Regions from separate parts of the Mus musculus genome. Here region 2 is linked to region 1. The links are chromatin contacts, called in public Micro-C maps. All regions are on one chromosome and are shown on one strand. Each heading gives the region's core, a stretch centred on a gene start, on an enhancer-like site or on the middle of the called end of the contact. The rest is flanking DNA. Distances are from core to core; before and after follow the strand shown. Region 1 has its middle 33 kb from the start of Cfap20. Region 2 holds the start of Cfap20 (cilia and flagella associated protein 20).

Region 1 (4,280 bases), core at 797-3,296:
TGGGCTGGATGGAGCCTCAGGCTGGAGTGAGCCGAGACTGGCGCCCCACACCAGGTGTCCCTCTAACCCCTCCTCCCTCCACCCTCACACTCCAGGTCCCTTCAGACCCAGTCTAGCCCCAGACCTTGTGAATATGGTTCCTTGCACCTAGAGTCCCCCACCTCTGCTCTCCTCTCCCAGGTCAACCATCATTGTTCCTCAGCTCGCTCTCAGTGAGGACAGCGCACATCCTACCCCCAAAGAGCACTTTCTCTTCCTGACCACCCACTGGCCCCCTCTCTGGACTCTTTCTGCTATGGAGGCCACTCTGGAGAGTCGTGGCTCTGCCCGCTCAGTGGCATGGCTGGTACACCAAGGCTCTCTGGTCACTCAGGGAGAGGTTTGTGGTCAGGATGAGCTCTTCCCAGGACCCCGGGGGACATTGCCTTCCTCTTCCTATTTCCCTCCTCTTGCCACTCCAGGCAGCTGGGGAGAGGGAAGGCAGATGGAGAATAGACCTATGGCCTCCAGTTCTCTGGGTCTATTTCAAGGTCTGGTAACCCTGTTTTTCTCTATTACTTTGTTCAAACACTAGAGAGGGAATAGATGGCAATATCTTGCTCACTGCCCAGTCTAGGACTTCACTAGAGCTTGTCACACTCTGGGGAGCCATCATTTGTTCATTCATCCATCCATTCATTCACTCATTTATTTATTCACTCATTCATTTATTTACTCATTCACCCATCCATTCATTCACTCACTTATTCATTCATTCACTCATCCATCCGTCCATTCATTCACTCATTTATTCACTCATTCATTCACTCATTCATTCATTCATTCATTCATTCATGCACTCATTTCCTCATCCCACTAGTTCAGTACCAGGCAGTCCAGGGGCTGAGCCTGCCCCTCTCAGGGTACATGGTCCAGTGTGTTCCTCTTGGTCCTTAATGCCTTTCTTGAGTCCACAGTCCTCCTCCTGATAAGACTATCAGCATCCCCCTTACTACAGAGCCCCTCCAGGTATTTCTATGAAAATAGTCAAGGCCCAAGAGCCATGCCAACCACCACAACATCCCAGTGACAGTTGTGGTTACCATGGTAACACACCATGCATGGATCTAAGCCCTCCCACTCCCAGGAGGTGCATGCTGCTCCCATTTCCACAAGGGAAGGCTCAGTGAGGTAGCCCATGGGTTCGGAGGGAATGAAGTCATAAGTACAAAGAGTTGGGCTTTAAGTCCAAGTTGGCCTGTCCTAAGTGATGCTAGTATCACTGGATCACTTGACATTTCCAGGCCTAGAGGCTCATGTTCACCAGACTCCTCAACAGACAGGAATGTGAGACACCTAGGAAGATGTGAAGTCCCCACAGAGTCTGCTTTCTGACCCCGGGAGGGCTTTCCTAGAAGCACGGGTAAGATAATGCATCATGGGGGCTGGAGAGATGGCTCAGTGGTTAAGAGCGCCGACTGCTCTTCTGAAGGTCCGGAGTTCAAATCCCAGCAACCACATGGTGGCTCACAACCATCCATAACGAAATCTGATGCCCTCTTCTGGAGTATCTGAGGACAGCTATAGTGTACTTACATATAATAAATAAATAGATCTTTAAAAAAAAAAGATAATGCATCATGTCTTCTTCAGCCATACTAGCCTTGGTCCCTCCCTTTCCTTCTTTCCTTCTTCCAGGGTCACAGGGACCAAGATGGGAAGCTAGTCCATCTTCATCCCTGCCTGGTCTTGGCCCCGCCCCCCGCCCCCCCAGCCCTGCAGTCAATGCAGACTGGACTCAGACTTCCAACGCTGTCTTCTACGCTGTCTTCTGAAGCCTCTTCTGGCCTGCATCCTCCCTGGCCCAGCTCTTTCCTCCCCAGCGTGGGCCACCCTCTGCTGAACTCAGCTCTGGTTCTGCTTGCCTGCCTCATTGCCAGTCCTTGCCTCAGTCATTCATGTTTCCTGGTCAGATGCCAGTGGCCCACTCAAAATAACTAGTCCCTTTCCCTGGGTCAGAGAACAGCTGCCAGGGATTAGGGGAAGGACCGGAACAAGAGAACCCCCACCCACAGCCTCACACCCACGGAGCTGCAGCAGGTGGCCGGGGCCTGTGGTAAGAAGGCTGCCACATCCCCGAGTCCAGAACAGCCTTGCTCCCGTTGATTGGGAGAAGAAAGAAGAAGAGAGCAGAAGGAGACTATGATGGGTGGCCTCCCACCCCACAGTACCCAAGTCTGCCCACCTGTGGCTCCAACCAAGTCACTTCATGCCTGGGTCTACAGCCCAGAAATCCAATGAAAGGGATAAGTCTGTTCTGCCAGCCGGGCATGGTGGCGCACACCTTTAATCCCAGCACTCGGGAGGCAGAGGCAGGCAGATTTCTGAGTTCGAGGCCAGCCTGGTCCACAAAGTGAGTTCCAGGACAGCCAGGGCTACACAGAGAAACCCTGTCTCAGGGGGAAAAAAAAAGTCTGTTCTGCCAAACAAAAGATGCTTCTGTACTCCTGGCCTCTCTATACTCTTGCTGTTCCATCTACCATTCTCAACAGCCTGGGTTGGCATCACCTATATCCTCAAAAGCCTCCTTCACAAAGCCTTCCTCCTGCCTGTAGCCTTTGACCCAGCACACACCATCTCTAGCCATAGTTTGTGAGGAATGAGATGACACACACTTTCCTCTTTTTCCGGAGCCAGTGCGATCACTGCCTTTGCCCTCCAAACCACAAGAACTCAGACACCCCAAGCAGAAATGAAGCAAAAAGCATGTCTGCACAGACCTGTGCACAGCTGGAGACCTAACCTTCCTGCCTTTCTCTCTCTCTCTCTCTCTCTCTCTCTCTCTCTCTCTCTCATGTACATTGGTGTTTTGACTACATGTATGTCTATGTAAGAGTGTTGGATCCCCTGGAACAAGAGTTACAGACAGTTGTGAGCTGACATGTGGGTGCTGGGAATTGAACCCTGGTCCCCTGGAAGAGCAGCCAGTGAGTGCTCTTAACCACTGAGCCATTTGTCCAGCCTGGCCTTTTGCTCTCATTTTCAGCTCTGAAGACACTCTAACATTATATGTGGTTTAGCTAAGCTACCTCAGGTCCTTTCTTCGGAACTGAGATGAGCTACATGCGAATACATGAACATTTCAGGCTCTCTTCTGACCAGGACCCCCGGATGCTGGCATGACTTGGAAACTTATGGGAGATGCAGAATCTAGTTTTGAGCCCCTGATCTGCCCAATCAACTTGCATTTTAATAGAACACCTTGGTGGTTTGTGTATATGCATGGTGACTCTCACACTTGATCAGCTTATACAATGGTGGACATTTTTCAGTGCTGATAAAACTTTATTTTGTTCAGTGCAAGCATGCCCAGTGGGAAGTACAGTATGGCCGCTATACACCAGGCTAGAGTGACTGGGTGGGCCACTCTGCATGATGACAGCCAAACACTACAACTAAGAGTTTTGCAAAAAAAAAAAAAAAAGAGTTTTGCAAAAGTGTGTGTATTCATTGATTCCTGAGAGAGCCCCATGTGCAAATAGAGAGCTGTCTGGACCCCACTCTTCAGGACAGCTGCTTCCTGGAAAGTGTGACTGAAGCTTACAAGGCGGTGGAAGGTCTGCCCATGCAAAATCAAGCTTCCCCAGTCTACATGGTCAATTGTGTTGGCTGTTTCTCTATGATTAGCAATTTTACTCTATTTTAAAATGTAATTTATTGTGAATGTATGTATATATACACATGTGTATACACACACACACACACATACATGTATATATATATACACACATGTATATATGTATATACACACACACACATACATACATGTATGTGTGTGTGTGTTGAGTTGAGACAGTGTCCCATTGTGCACTGGCCCCGCACTCACAGAGATCCATCTGCCTTTGCCTCCTCAGTGCTGGGATTAATGGCGTGCACCACCACATTCAGTTTATTTTGCAAAAAAAAAAATTGTAAGACAGTTCCTCACATAACCCAGGTTGGCTTCAAATTTGCTGTGGAGCTGAAGGTGACTTAGACTTCCTGACTCTCCTACCTCCACCTTCCCAGTGCTGGAAATATAGGGATGTGCCGCTGTGGTGGCCGGTTTTATGTCTACTTGACACAAGCTAGAGTCGTCAGAGAGGAGGGAGCCTCAGGTGAGAAAATGCCTTCATAAGATTGGGGTGCAGGCAAGCCTCTAGAGCATTCTTCTCTCTCCTCTCCCCTCTCCCCCCCTCCCCGCCCCACCCCATCTCTGTCATTCTCTTTTGGTTTTTTGAGACAGGGTTTCTCTGTGTGGT
Region 2 (4,280 bases), core at 462-2,961, 34 kb after region 1:
AATGAACCCTCTGATAGACGCTCCGACACTTCTTTCCCATCTCAAAACAGCATGTTCTCCAGCCCTGTTCTGACTGCTTTACACCAACACTTCAGACAGCTCAGTTTCCAAGTTCAAGCAGCACACAAGCCTGCTCTCTCTCTGTGCCCTCTGGCTGTGCAGAACAGGCAAGATACCAAGGCTGGTGAGCACCCTCCCAACACTGCCAGGTGGACTGTCTCTGGGTTCTCCCTGCAGGTCTCATTTAAGAGCTCCTGCTGCTTCATTTCAAAGTGAACGAACACTCAGGAGATTGTGGGATGGGGGGAGCTAAGGGTCCGCTTCCTATGGGATACTCTTGACATAACTCTAGCTATGGATCTGAAAGAGTTGGTCAGACTGCTTACATACCAAAGGCCAGATCTTGAGGAACTCTCAACTGTCTTAGCCAAATGACAAGACACTCCCAACAGGTTTCTCTCAAAGCTGTCCTCAGAACACACGACTGCCTAGCAGTGACAAACAGAAGGCAATGCAGGTACTCTGTCAACCACTGTGTGTCTCAAAGCCCTTCTCTGTGAATTAGGAAAGACATTGTTCTAGTCCTACTACGAATAATCTTGACTTACTCCACCCATTCTATATACATCTCTATGAACACCACACTAGGCATATCACCTCTCTCCATCTTCCCCAGCCGAGGGCAGAACTAAAGATATTCCCTAAATCACCTGGCTTCCACATTAGAGTGACCACTTTATATTCAAAAACAAAACAAAACAAAAAAACGGTCCAGCTCACTGCCCCAGGAATCTTCATGAGAAAAGAAACGGCAAGGCATTTCATCTAGATCTTAATATCTCCAAAAGTGAACAGGGAAGGCCACCATCTCATGTGGCAAGCAAAAACACCATCCATTCTAGAGGACGGCTGGATAAAAATACAGAGGCTTGATACTGGCTCTCGAGAAGCCCCTAACAATCACCTTTTTGCAGGTTTCCCAATGGAGAAGGCCAGTACAGGAAGAATAGTACGGACTCTAAGTTACAGAGGGCTCGCAGCAAGTTCCAAAGGTTTGGCTGTCGACGGATGGAGCTAATGAATGGGATCAGAACAAGTCTGGCTTGGCCGGTGCTCAGGATGTCCGGGGAAAAGGCCCTCCGTATGGAGTGCAGCAACAGTGCTTGGCACCAGCGAACACATGCATGTCTTTCTTCAAAGTGCTATGCGTTTCAAGCTAGGCTGTGGGCACTCTGCCCCCATTCTACTGACCGGGACGTCAAGGCTCGGTAGCCACTCCATCACGTGGGCGGCTAGTCGGCCCCACCCCCGTCCCGCCCCCACCGCTCACCTTTTTGTCCCAGATCTGCAGGGGCTTGCTGCCGATGCTGTAGAGGATGGAAAGGAAGCCACTCTGGAACGTGTTCTTGAACATCTCGCCAGCCGCGGCCCCGCAGCCGCCGCCCTAGGCCCGGGATTGGAGATCGGCACCGAGCGGCGAAAGAGAGCGGGTGCCGCCGGTCCGAAGGTAGGACGCTGAGAGCTGCAGCCACTGACGGCGGGAAGCGGCGGCGTGACGCAGATCCGTAAGCCTCGGTGAGCACCGAGCCACCTCAGCACCGAAACCACAGCAACTGCCGCCCGCGCCGCCGAGCCTGCCGGAGAGGAGGCGGAGCGCCGCCTCGGCCCGCCACGGATCCCTCCGCACGCTTGGGCCCGCCCCTCGGAGGCGCATTGCCCAGTCCTGCCGCAGAAAGAACGGTTTCCGGTTCCTTCCGCCCTTAGGCCCGCCCCTTCCTGCCCCCTCGGGCGCGGAACTTGGTTGCCAAGGGACTATTCCCCGCCCCTCCCCGCCGGGGCCCAGACTTGGTTTAGAACAGCGGAAGGAGACTTTAAGTTTACCTCACGTGTTTACAGTGCCTGCGTGGTGTCATGGGAACCGGGAGGCGCGTGGAGGGGTGGAGTCATGCCAGACCCCTCCCCCGAAGGGCGGGAAGAGTGAGGAAGGTGGCTTTGTGCCAACGACAGATAAATATTATCCCTGGGTGTGTTGACTCCAGATTTTAATCCTAGTACCGGATTAAATCCCAGCAGAGGTAGAAAGATCTCTGAATTTGAGGTCTACATATCGAGCTCCAGGACAGCCAGGACTCAGAGACACCCTGTCGCAAAAAACAAATATTGGTTGGCCCAGGAGAACGTGTGAGCTAATGAACCAGTATTGATTGCCCAATTTACATCATCACCTTTAATTATCAAGTTACAGTGAATGAGCTGCTGTAAAAGCAATACTCTGGGGGAAAGCGTATCTCTTTAAATGCATTGATTCGAAAAGAAGAAAGCCGGAATATTAAGATATAAACAAAAATTAATAAAATCTTAAAAGTGGAATAGTTGAGTTGAACCGACAGCTGATTTTTTTAAAAAAAGTGTGTCAATTTCTGGAATATTGTAGGAAAGACATACGCTGTGTATTTCAAGTAGAAGGAAATCTCAAGTGTGGAAGACTTCCACCAGTCGCTGAGCGTCTTCCTAAATGGTGTTCCACCCAGGCCTGTGTTCTGGCGCACAGAAAAGAGTTTGAAGCACAGACGATCACTTTAGCAATTTTAACGATCATAGTTGCAAAGTTTACACATTTACTATGTGACGGGTATATGTGATGCCTTACCCTGTATTAACTCACTCTACCCTCACACCAAAGCTTTGAGTACTCCAGCCAGAATTTCTAGATATCGTGAAAACTATGTGAATCTATTACTATATAAAAATGAAACTTGTTATATGGAATTAATTTTTGCATGATATCTGGGAATTCTTTATGTACTCTAAGCCAAGTGAATAATTTATAGCTTGATTGTTTTTAAGTTGTTCAAAATATCCTCGGGGCTGGAGAGATGGCTCCGCTGTTAAGAGCACTGGTTGCTCATCCAAAGATCCTGAGTTCAATTCCCAGCAACCCCATGGTGGCTCACAACCATCTGTAATGGGAACTGATGCCCTCTTCTGGCCTGAAGGTGTACATACAGATAGAGAACTCAGAAACAAAACATAAATAAATAGAAATCTTAAACAAAATCCTCAGGAAAAAGATTCAAGATAAGAAATGATGGTATACACTGGAAGGAGAGGCCCATTGGACTTGCAAACTTTATATGCCCCAGTACAGGAGAACGCCAGGGCCAAAAAGTGGGAGTGGGTGGGTAGGGGAGTCGGGGGGAGGGTATGGGGACTTTTGGGATAGCATTGGAAATGTAAATGAGGAAAATACCTAATAAAAAATATAAAAAAAGAGAAATGATGGTATATGAGTTCTGATGGTGATTTCAATACTGCACATAACTAACCACTTGGCGTCTTATAGAAAGTAAATTATTTCTAAAAATAATTCAGCAGTACTAAGTCTGGAAATAGAAAATGGAATGAGTAATAGAAAATTAAGGTGATAACTAAGCCCCTCAGAAGGTTCTGAGCCCTGTCTCATTTTTTTCTGATTAATGTAATATAGATATTGAGGAAACTATAAAAAGTAACATTTATAATATCACCATTTGGAAATAATTGTATGCCTCTCTATTGTCTCCACACCTCCCTGCATTGCCCTCCTTCTCGGCCCGCATCCCACCACATATTAATGTGTGCAGGTAGCCACGGAAGCTGTCTTTGTCCTAAAACAGACAAGAACTGAGCACAGCATCCCTTGCTGTGGTTGTTAAGATCCATCCTTTGGGCCAGTGGGTGTGGAATCCGTCACTGTCCTCCCAGGTAGGCATCTACATTTATCTCTCCCCTTCTCCAGGAATGGCCATCTTTATGCATATTCCACTTAAAAAAAACCAGATGAGAATTTCTTTGGCTTGCATGTCTGCTCTAGAGTAACTAGATCTCAATAAACACACATGTTCAATTTGACCAAACAGCTCTTACAAATCATGTAGCCATTTACATTCCCATAGACAATGCTTATAGTCACAATTCCTGTTAGTCTGTTTTCTTAAATTTACAAGTCTGAACTATATACATGTTGGTTTGGCTTATTTTTCATTTTCTGATGACTAATATTCTGGCTCATCTCATCATGGGCATTTAAAATTAATTTAAAGTCACTTCTTTCTTTCTTTTTTCTTTTCTTTTTTTTTTTTTTGGTATATATACTTGTATGGGTGCTTTTCCTGCATGGATGTCTGTGCACCTCTCATGCGTCTATAGAGGCCAGAAGAGGGCCTGGAATTACAGAGAGTTGTGAGCCATCCTGTGGGAACTAGGAATCTTACTGGAAGAGCAGCCAGTGAGTGCTCTTA

The links. A called contact is a pair of places that touch in the nucleus more often than the background predicts.
Region 2: a Micro-C map of muscle stem cells shows a contact between it and region 1, with 2.7 times the contacts expected there. The contact joins the promoter of Cfap20 here to the enhancer-like site in region 1. A contact is called at or near these places in 5 of 39 promoter capture datasets (3T3-L1-derived adipocytes, the HPC-7 cell line, embryonic stem cells and 2 more), 9 of 484 Hi-C or Micro-C datasets (CD4 T cells, the G1E-ER4 cell line, embryonic fibroblasts and 2 more), 11 of 115 datasets of contacts at active chromatin or transcription factors (the HPC-7 cell line, the SCID.adh cell line, bone marrow-derived macrophages and 6 more) and 3 of 9 other capture datasets (adipose tissue, liver and pancreatic islet).

The regions. Positions count from the first base shown.
Region 1 is chr8:95,399,290-95,403,569 of GRCm38.p6, forward strand. No RefSeq gene overlaps it. Among named protein-coding and RNA genes, the nearest start is that of Cfap20, 33 kb to the right of the region's middle. Within about 2 kb of position 2,047, at least 7 of the 459 cell types and tissues checked have an H3K27ac peak or open chromatin away from gene starts, as enhancers often do. A contact at or near this core is called in muscle stem cells, where this site is marked.
Region 2 is chr8:95,433,158-95,437,437 of GRCm38.p6, forward strand. Cfap20 (cilia and flagella associated protein 20) reads right to left here and starts at 1,712. Exons shown (of 6, transcript NM_008187.2): 1 at 1,331-1,712. The coding sequence starts at 1,414.